Linked DNA regions of Gossypium hirsutum: region 2 is linked to region 1. The links are chromatin contacts, called in public Hi-C maps. All regions are on one chromosome and are shown on one strand. The core of a region is the stretch at or near the end of the contact, and the rest is flanking DNA. Distances in the headings are between cores, read along the strand shown. Region 1 overlaps LOC107945444. Region 2 holds the start of LOC107942525 (proline--tRNA ligase, cytoplasmic).

The links. Hi-C and Micro-C count contacts between places; a contact is called where the count stands out from the background.
Region 2: a contact with region 1 is called in a Hi-C map of fibers, with 2.2 times the contacts expected there. The contact joins the promoter of LOC107942525 here to the enhancer-like site in region 1.

Annotation. Positions count from the first base shown.
Region 1 is chrD12:15,819,093-15,824,719 of Gossypium_hirsutum_v2.1, forward strand. It overlaps LOC107945444, which reads left to right. Exons shown (of 4, transcript XM_016879460.2): 4 at 69-2,428. The coding sequence ends at 2,224. Among protein-coding and RNA genes, the nearest start is that of LOC107945444, 19 kb to the left of the region's middle. Within about 2 kb of position 2,694, at least 6 of the 9 cell types and tissues checked have an H3K27ac peak or open chromatin away from gene starts, as enhancers often do. A contact at or near this core is called in fibers, where this site is marked.
Region 2 is chrD12:15,859,848-15,865,474 of Gossypium_hirsutum_v2.1, forward strand. It overlaps LOC107942525 (proline--tRNA ligase, cytoplasmic), which reads left to right and starts at 3,249. Exons shown (of 6, transcript XM_016876217.2): 1 at 3,249-3,558; 2 at 3,893-3,980; 3 at 4,792-4,925; 4 at 5,267-5,485. The coding sequence starts at 4,911.

The DNA of each region.
Region 1 (5,627 bases), core at 1,444-3,943:
ATTAAACTTTTTCTGCATTCAATTATTACCCTCTAAATTAAAATTGCTTGGATTTTAATGTGATGTAGTTATCTCTACCCATTCTGTGTCTGGAGTTTCATCTTCAAGCAAGTATTTTCAAACTTCAAGAAGAGTCTACAAAGGGCTGAAGGACTTTGGAAGGGAATTCATAGACCAGGAGCTATTTAACCAGAGTCTTGATGATTGGATTTTGGAAAACTATGGTGTGGATCAAGTCACAGGGGAGCAGCCATTTTTAAAGCCCCCCTTTCTGACTGATGAACTACGCAAGCTTGATCTAGCATTGGAAGGGGTTTTTTTTCAGCAACTATTCCGAATGCCATGTTCTCCTCTTGCTTCTAAAAGTGTAAAGGAAGATGGGTATCATGCTTTGGAAGACTTTCTTCATGTTATTGTAAATGGTCTGTGGCGTACATTTTGGCGTAAAAGTGGACCACTGCCATTCTCTCTATGTTGTTTCCATCATCCTGGATCTAAGTTTTATGCTATTGAGAAAGCAATATCAAGAGGAAGGTTAGAAGAGCTACGCGGTTTAGCTTTAATATCTAAAAATGGGAATAATCTAAAAGTTCATTGGAACCAAGTAGTGGAGTTAGTCTTATTTAGACAAAACATACTCTCAGGAAATGAGTTAAAATTGTCCGTCAGCACCATATGTGAAGCCCTCTTTTATGGTGTTCACATACTTATTTCTAGGTGTCTGAGCAAGTCCAGAACCATCAGCGATGATTCTGTTTTTATTATGGTTTTTGATTCTAAATTTGGTGCAGTGATAAAACTTGGAGGTGATCTTAGTAAACTAGAATTGAACACAGGTGATCCGTACCAGTCTGTGGCCCATTGGATAAAATGTCATGCTGAAGTCCTCCTCTCATCAGTAGAGACAATATGGAATAGGCTTGGAAATGCAAATTGGGGAGATCTTGGGACTCTTCAAGTATTGTTAGCTGCTTTCTATTCCATTGTCCAGTGTAATGGACCACCAAGAAAGTCAATATCCTCATTGGCCTCAGCTCATAGCCTTCGTCTTCAGAAGCGTAGAATAGAATGCCGCCTAGCTGAGAATGAAAATGCCAAAATACCTTATCAACAGGATGGCTACCAACATGGAGAGATTGTTGAACTTGATCACAGTGATAATCCCCTGGTAAAAAATACATCACACTTGAAGCTTAGGCAGGGAGAAATATTGCTCTTGGAGGATCAACAACAGGGCCAGAAAAGTTTCCAGATACAGGAGTCCTTCATAGGAGGCAACTATTTTCTCTATGGTGCTATTTCTCTAGATTACCCCACACAGTTGTTAACATTGTATGTTGGTGCCCATCCATCCAGACTCGAGCCCTCTTGGGAGGATATGAGTCTGTGGTATCAAGTACAAAGACAAACAAAGGTACTAAACATATTGAAGCATCAAGGGGTTTCAAGCAAATATTTACCTGAAGTAATTGCCTCTGGCCGAATTTTGCATCCTGGTCCTTGCAAAAAGCAGACTCCTAGTGGGCGATGCGATCATCCTTGGTGCGGAACTCCAATTCTTGTCACGTTACCAGTTGGCGAACCACTTTCATATATAGTTGCTAGGGACGGCCCATTTTCCTCTGATGATGCATTACGCTGCTGCCGGGACTGCCTAGTTGCTCTAAGAAGTGCAGCAACGGCCAGTGTTCAGCATGGTGATATTTCCCCTGAAAATATAATCCGTGTTTTCAACATGCAAGGTACTAGACACAAAGTTCTGTATATCCCAGTTTCTTGGGGGCGTGCAGTTCTGGAAGACAGGGACAGCCCAGCAATAAATTTGCAGTTCTCGTCCTCTCATGCACTTCAGCATGGTAAACTCTGTCCTGCATCTGATGCTGAGAGCCTTGTGTACCTCCTATTCTTTGTGACAGGGGGCAGAATGCATCCACAGGATTCTATTGAATCAGCTTTGCAATGGAGGGAGAAAAGCTGGGCAACACGATCGATTCAGCAGCATCTTGGTGAAGTTTCGCCTTTACTTAAGGCCTTTAGTGATTATGTGGATAGCCTTTGTGGAACACCATACCCTGTTGATTATGATATTTGGGTGAAAAGGCTTAACAGAGCCGTGGACGGATCTGGGTCAGCTGATAGAGGTAAAATGATCGAAGAAGTTGCCATGACATTGAGACTGAAAAATGTGGCCGAGTCTTCAGGGACCTCTGGAGGTGGTACTTAATTTCCATTTCATGCTGGAGGACCGGAGTTCTAAGGAAACGTTTTGTTTTGTTTTTCCTCTTTTGTAACTATCCTTGGTTGAGATTCAATTTATTTTATTTTATTTTTTAAATGGCCTGGCAAAAGCTATATATTGTCAATATTATTCCTGTTGTTAAAACTCAGACACGTGAGAGCGAATTAATTCATTACTTTTAAGAGGCAAGGATTAATTCATCACAACCAACTGTATTTTAAGTAGTGAGCACAAACAATCCCGTATGCCCTGTTGTTAGGGGCCTAGGTTCGCCCCCATCATCATTGCGTAATAATGACCCGTAAAAGTACTGATAAGTTATCTAATGGAGGCTAAGATAATGTTAGTTTTTGTAAGAAAAAATTAGACTTATGATGGGTTTTCTAGGTGCTGTGGGTACAGACTGCATGGGGAAAAGTGGAGGTACCATGTAATGTGGAAATCCCCTTTATCTTGTAATAATGATTTTTCTATGTTGATACTAATATTTCCCTTTTTTGTGTGGATGAGCTTAGACGGTGTTTTAGGTCATCATGCGTCTATAGCCGTCCTATGGTAAGCGAGAGACAAAAGGTATGAGACAAATTGGTTGAATTTGCAAAGTAAGTTCAAAACATAATTGGATGATTACTGATCGAGTAAAATTCATAATGATATGTAATTAAGAAGAGTTGGTCAAGATATTATGCTAGAATGATTTCGTGAGTAAATAAATTTATTATTAATAGAAAAAAGGTTGGAACCTAATTATAAAATATATGATCCTTAATTATTCATGTCTAATCAGTCCCTCTAATAGTTCATTGAAATCAGAAACTAATTGTATAAAGAACAAAAGAAATGAAAATGGATGGAAATGATAAAGTTAGATAAATGGGTTACATTCGGAAAGGAATGTGTTTTTTCACTAAGCATACAAATGACTTTGAGAATTAATTTAAGTTTTTCAAATTATTATTTAATTAAATAATTAAAATTTAAAAATAGAATTAAATTAATTGGTCATTATGAATCCGTTGAATATGAAAAATTAAATATATTTTTATCACATATTCTTTTATGGTAAAATTGTCATTACTTTAACGAAATTAGAATTGGGTTGAGAAAATTATTTAATTGAAAAATTAATTAATTTAAATCAATTTAATAAATAATAATTATTTAAGAAAATAAAAACAGATATTGATTTGGATTAAATTATAAATTGTTGGGTTAAAAGTCCAGAAAGCATATATAATTTGACTCAATATAAGTGAGACCCCAAACTCTTCTCCTAGTTAAACTAGGAAACTAGTTTCCTATCAAATAAGTTTTATTTGTGTTCTACCAATTCAACCAGACTTCTTCTATCTCTCCTTATAAAAAGATCACACTAGTAGAGATAAAAAGACAACTTTGAGATATTGTTATTCTGCCCGAAAATAGTGATAATTTATTTTCTAAGTATAAATTCAATTTTCTGGGAATAACAGTTCTACTGGTTTCTATTGAGAGAGAATTATTTTTCTATTGAAAGTAAGAAATTGTTTCTAGTTCTGTGTTTGATTTGTGATTGTTCGAGCCCACACCCGAAGTGATTTGTGGTATGAGAATGGTGGAGAAGGTCATTCGGTTGAAAGTTAAAAATGTCTAGGATCCATCTCGCACAAAGCATGGGTATTTTTCGGGAAAACTTTATTGCTATAAATATCATAAACTGACTCATGTTTCAAAATTGTAATTTTTCGCTGTGGCAAAAAACTGTTTTCAAACTAGTTTTTTTTTTTAACAACTACATCAGATTGTAGGAGCCACTTACTTGAAACATTTCCTAACTAAATAACATATATTTATCATAATTTGGAAACAATCACAACTCATAATTATAAGCATATGTAATAGATGTTCAAGGACCCAACTAACATGTCTCAAGGTTATTCGAGGTCCAATTCAAAATCAAGACTCAAATCCAAACTCAGCTATCAAAGTACAACTGGATGTCTCGAGACATGCTTCCCCTATTTTGGACCCTTACATTCGATGTTCTGTCTCAAGACCATGAAGTTCATGTCTCAATACTAAGCTAACCCTGTATCAGGACATGTTCACCATGTCTTAAGACCATTACCCAAAAAATGCACAAAATTGTCATTTTTGTTATTGATGTCTCGAGACACTAGTGTTATTTCACCTACAATGTGCATTAAAACATTTTTAAATATACTCCAATACAAATCAAACTTAGGCCAACATGGAACCATATCATCAAGCATAAATTAGGTTCACGTATTAATTGGATTATGACCAAACGTGAAGCGATTATTAGTACGTGTGAATGCCTAAGGAATAAGGTTCACGTATTAATTGGATTATGACCAAACGTGAAGCTATTATTAGCACATGTGAATGCTTAAGGAATTAGGTTCACGTATTAATTGGATTATGACCAAACGTGAAGCGATTATTAATACCTGTGAATGCCTAAGGAATTAGGTTCACGTATTAATTGGATGGAAATTCATGTTCTTACTAGTTGATTAAGATTGCCCTAAGGTGACTTAATTCAATGAGTATAGGAATTATCGTTCCAATGACTTACAAATGTTTTCCAAGATTTAATGTAAGATGCATGCATTATCTTAATGCATATCGTCTGTTGCAAAAGGTTTTATAATATTTCCTTAATACAAAAATATTAATGAATGGATGTTTTATTTTTAGTTCGAAAAAATGACACCTACTCCCTTACTAAACATACTTATTGAGAACAAACTGAACAAAAATAACTATAAGGAATGGAAAAGGAACATCATGATTGTCTTAAGCTATGAGAAACTTGAAACAGTTCTTGATAATATATGCCCACGACCACTCAAAATAAGGCTAGAAAACATTGGGAAGAGTTTGATGAGATAGCTCATTGTCATATGCTGGCAAGTGTGACCAATACTCTTTATAAGCAATTGGAAAGATGTAAGGCTGCCAAAGTTATTCAAGACAAACTAGAGGACATGTTTGGAGGCCAAACTGCCTTGGCAAGACAGTCGGCTATAATTAGTTTGATGAATGTCCAACAAAAACCTGGTACTCTGGTCAAAGACCATATGATTGCTCTTATGGGTTGTTTTGTCAAGGCTGTAGATAATGAGGTTAATCTGGATTAGAATACACAAATAGAGACGATTTTCAAAAGCTTGTCCAAGGACTTTGTAGGATTTAGGACTGCATATAACCTTGGGAACAAGAATCTGACGCTTACACAACTCATTAAGGAGTTATAACCCTATGAGTTGATGTTGAATTGTGGTCAACTGATCCAAAAAGTAGAAGAAAACTTAATGATTATTGCTTCCTCTAAAGGGAAGGGAAAACATGCTAAAAGAAACAAGGGTTAAGTCCTTTAGCCCAC
Region 2 (5,627 bases), core at 1,999-4,498, 41 kb after region 1:
TATTAAATGATTCAACTGTCCAATTATATAATTTGAGCTAGAAAATTAGAGAATCGGTTGGAATTCGTGAAATAAGGAAAAGTTAAAACTTAAAAACCGGTAATATAGTTTAGAGTTTTTAACAAAAGAATCCGATATTTTCATTTCGTTTTAATCCATTTCATCTTCCCTTTTTTTGGCATATATATTTCGTAATTATCTGATTTTTTTAATATTTTGTTGATTTTTATGAATGCTTTAATTTTTATCGAATGTCAAAATTTTCTTAATTCAGTCATTAACGTTAACAATCAATTATGCCTCCTAATATTTAGTTCTTCATGGAAGCTCTTAACCAACCATTAAAAATGTGACATTTTATATATAAAAAAATGTTGATTAGGAGAGTTTATTTGATTTTTAAATAATTTACAAAAGATTAATTAATTTTTTAATTATAAAAAGTATTAAACTGATAAAAGAGTATAAAATTTATAAAAGTAGTATTTTTTAAATTTTTATAATATTTAATAATTACATAATTTATCTAATTTTGTTTTTTTTTTACATTCTCTAATAATTTTTTTAAAAATAAAAAAAGTATTACTTTTTGTTTCATTTCAAACACTATCTACATCCCTCGCACTACCTTAAGCCACCGAACACCATCTAAACCTAAAAACCCTAAACCCTAACATCAACCAAATTGTTACTCAAACCCCACACCCCACAACTTATAAGAGTTTGAACACCATCACGCTTTAAATTTCTTATTTTTAAAACCAAAAACTTCAAACCTTTAAAATAGTAAAAAATATTATAAATTTTTCATAACTTTTTTAATAGCTTTTAATAAATTTTTAATAATTTTATTACTTTTTATCATTTCAATAATTTCTATATAACTTATAAAATTTTTATAATTCTATATTTTTTTTTATAATTTCTAAGCTTAAATAATTAAAAATAATTAAGGCTCATAAAATAATAAAAAAAACTAAGCATTCACTACACCAAAACAGGGTTTTAGCGGCATTTTTAGCGGCGTTTGGACAAAAAACGCCACTAGAAATCGAGCATTAGCGGCGCTTTACGTAAAACTCCGCTAAAGATTGAGAATTAGAGGCGCATTTTGAAAAACGCCGCTAAAAATAAGTATTAGCGGCGTTTTCCAAGAAGCGCCACAAAAAAAAAGCCGAATGACGCCGTTTTCAAAGTTTTGAGGAGCGCCGCTAATGCTCGGGGCTTTAGCGGCGTTTTTGAGAAAGCGCCGCTAATGCTCGGGGCTTTAGCGGCGTTTTTGAGAAAGCGCCGCTAATGCTCGTGCCTTTAGCGGCGTTTTTGAAGAAGCGCCACTAATGCTCGTGCCTTTAGCAGTGTTTTTGAGAAAGCGCCGCTAATGCTCGTGCCTTTAGCGGCGTTTTTTCAAAAACGCCGCTAATAATAAAATCTAAAACCATTTCAATTATCTCATTCTTTAATATATTCTCAAGTAATGTTTCAATTATATTTTTTTATTATAAGTTGAAAAAAATTAATATTTCGTTGTATTTATTATATATTGGTCAAATTTACATTAAAATGATAACAAATAATATTGTTTAATCCAGAATGTTTTTGTTAAAGAGAAGTCCTAACTCCTAACTATTTATTATTATTTTTCAATCACAGTTTATTTAAACTACTTTACTAGAAAAATATATTAAATTAGGAGTAAAATAAAATAGCATAAAACTTAAATTGTTGTGTTGTAAAGAATAAAAAATAGAATAAATTTTTATAAGAATAATAAATTTTGATAGTTCGACTATATAAATAAAAGAAAGTAATATAAAACACCAAATATCGTGATAAATAATGAATTAATGAAAGAGTAAGGTAATACATGAACACAACAATGACCTAATATATAGTACCTACTCAAGAGTAAGAACTGAAAATGAATGAAAAGGGACAAATAAGGTTGTTACTTGGTCTAATACCCACAAGAAATTAATACTAGGTTTTTTAGGCTGAGAAAGGGTTATAGGAAAATATTATAAATATTGAAATTCGAATAAAATTTATTAAATATTGAATTTTAGAAAATAATTAAGTGAAGTTGGGATTCAATTTAGCTAGTAGAGTTGGTGGGGTTAGTTGGACGATTTGCTCCCGAAAAGAAAAAGCTGTTTGTTTTTTCTTGATAACAAAAATTTGTTAGCTGAGTCTCAAGTCTAGAGCCGAATGCTGCTTCAGGCGGTATAGTGGTAGTAGTGGACAAGTAGGTCTAATTTATCTGAATAGCCCAAGGGCAAAAGAAAGCAAATATCTTATATTTGCAATCATTAATCGAATTACGTTAGGTACTTCGTTAGGGTGGGTGAGTGGCGAGTGCTGAGGTCCAGGGTTGGGAAAACAAAATGAGCAGAGCAGAGCAGGGTTTGCATTTGGATTTGGGTCGGGTTAGTGGATAATGATGAATAAATATCATCATAATGTTTATTATTTTAGGATTACAGTTTTGAGTTCAGGGTTTAGGTTTAGGGCTTGGGGATTGGGGTTTAAGGTTTAGAGTTTACATTTTAGTGTTAATATGAGGTTAGTGTTTACGGCTTATAAGATAATGATCAAATTTATTGTTTTAGGGCTTGATGTTTATGGTTTACGGTTTAGCGTTAATGATTTGACTATTATAATGCATGGTTTAGAGTTTAAGATTTAGGTGTTACCATTTTAAGGTTTATGGATTAGGTGTTACCAATGTCCAATTTTAAAAACTTTTTCAACTTCAAGCTCGTTTTACCCGAATCACCAATTTCATTGTTTAAAAACAATAAAAAATATAAATCTAAGCCTAACCATATTTTGGACTAGGTGTGTTGTATGGGTAGTGAACATTTATAATTATCATTTAAAAGTAAATAACATATATTTTTCTAAATTTTGAAAGGTTTTATATTTTTCGTGATTTAAAATTTTAAAATGAATTTTAAAAGATTTTAATTTTTTTAAAAAATTTTAAAAATATTTTAAACTTTTATTTTTATAATATTTATATACTTTTAAAGAAAAGACCAAATTAATAAAAATTACAAACATTAAAGACTACAAAATTATTTTATCATTTTTTAATTGCTACATTGATGATTTTAACCGTAAAATTAGATGTTTAAATTAAAAAATAAAAAATTTAATATCTCAAAATTTTAACCTCAAAATTAGATGTTTAAATTAAAAAATTTTAACCACAAAACAGTATAATAAAAAGTAATAGAAATGCCACAAAAATTAATTTTACTTCAAAAAAAAAGCGCCATTTTATAAATTTTCCCCACTGAAATCCCTCCCTAATTTCCCCCCTTGAAACCCCCAACTTTACAAACACACCGTCCTTCAAAACTTTTAACGCCATACCTATTGCTATTTTTTCTTCCTTAACCTCAATTCTTAAACGCCCAAATTTGGAACCCTAGATTTTTCTCTGCAGAACTTTTCTTAATCCACAAGCTTTAGCTGCTCTATGCGATTCCATCACAGATCCGAAGAAGTTTTCAAATGTACAGCTCCATTTCACTGCGCCCCCTCTTCCTGATCCTGGTACCATCTTTTAATTTAAGAATAAGCAAAACCCATGTTTCATTTTCTTCAGTTTCTGTTAACGACTGTTCATACCAGTGTTTATGTTAACACCTGTCACCATCTCTTCTTCTTTCCTTGTTTTTCTATCCATCTCGTGGAAACCGCAGTTTGGCATTCTCAGGGTGGCACCAAAGCTCCTAACAAAATAAAAAAAAAAATAGAAACACTTTTTTTTGGATCATTGGGTTTTCAAAGTTTTTGGGGTTGGTTTATCTTTTCCTTTTTGGTTTTGAAAGATTGTTGTGGGTGGTTTTGATTGTTTATTTTTCTTCTTTGTTTTCCTTTCTATAAGAGAGTGAAGATCATCCAGGTGTTGGCGGTGGACCCAGACGGGAGTAATCCATTGGTCTCTGTTCAACCCAATGCCCTCAAGTTCGTTTGTAAGTTCTACCTTATCTCTGTTTTCACTCCTATGCATGCATGTAATGCATACATTCATGATTCAATTCCAAGGTTATGTGATCAACTTGTACATGGGACTGGAGATGACTGTTCCTTTGATAAGTTTATGGAATTAGATTATGAAGACTCTAGTGACTGATATGTTTTTTTGGATGCTAGCACATACCCATTCAGCATCCTCCCCCAATCAGAGGAAATGACAAAATAATTTGTGAAGCTTGACATGGTGTTCTTTACAAGATGCCAGTTTTATCTTTGTATCAATTCTTCAATGTGTGGCTAGTTTATATTTTGCTCTTAGATGCTGGTTTCTTTGAAATGCTAAATGTCAATGCGATCTTTGTCTTCAGCATATGGTTATTCTGGAAAGTTTTGAGGAACAAATTTTTAAGCTTAGTTAACCTATGTTTTCAGTTGAGCTTGAAAAACCAAGCTTTTGTTAAAGTGGTGAACACAAAAATCAAACTATTTTGATTTTATCTTTTAGGCAAATAGTGTGGGCTTTTGATGCACCTAGAAAGTAATGGTTTTGATTTTATAAGGTCAGTGTTCTTTCATTGATTTTTCGCTCTAGAATGTGCTGATAAGAATTTGATCATAAAATTGTTGTTATATGCACCTTCAGCTTTTTAATTCTTTTGTATGACTAGGGGAACTTGTACATGTTTTACTTTTATAGAACTTTTGGAAGTTTTGTTTTTCTTTTAATTTTTATTTTCCGCCTTCCCTTGTCAACGGTTTAATTAAATTTATGATGCATATGTACTTTAAATTTTTTGATTCTTGCAGGTTCTTCAATGCAATTGTAAATTTTGATAGCAATACTGCTAACAGAAGCCTGTAACTAGAAAGACAAAGAGCATGTCGAGATTCTCATTTCAGTGACGGTGCTTCTATTTGCAACAATAATGAAAAATTTAAAGGTCAGAAAACTTATTTTGAATACGAACATGCCTAACGTTTTACCAACTCAAACCAAAAGAAAAACCGGATAGCTTATTTGTTTAATTATTACGTAAAAGATGATTATTTGCTGTCCATTTTCCTATTAGTAGCCTTGTGCACTTCTCTTACATGTCCTCGGAATTCATAACTTCGAATAGTACTCAAAATTATGCTCTTTAAGTCCAAAACAAAATTACGTATTTTCTTAACTCTCTAAGGTCATGCAATTAACCTTTTTTTTTTCTTATTTCTGCTTTCCTTCTATTCTTTTATGTATTATTTTCTTATTATTGAAACCAGAATGTGTTTTATTGGACAGGTGTGTGCAGTTCGCCGTGACAATGGAGAAAAGACTAATATCTCTAGAGTCTTTTTGGTTGAACAAGTAAAAGGAATGTTGGATAAGATTCAACAGAACTTATTCGATGTGGCAAAACAAAAAAGAGATGCCTGCATTGAAGTTGTAAAAATGTGGGATGAGTTTGTAAAAGCTCTTGGGCAAAAGAAACTGATCTTAGCTCATTGGTGTGATGAGGAGGTATGACTTTAATTTGTAGAATCCTTATTATTTATAGGGATCATGATAATTTAGCATTTAATTGGTATTGTTTTAATGCTTATTTGTTACCCTTTTTTCTCAGAACTGCATCATTAATCATCATTAATCTCAAGTATTTTGT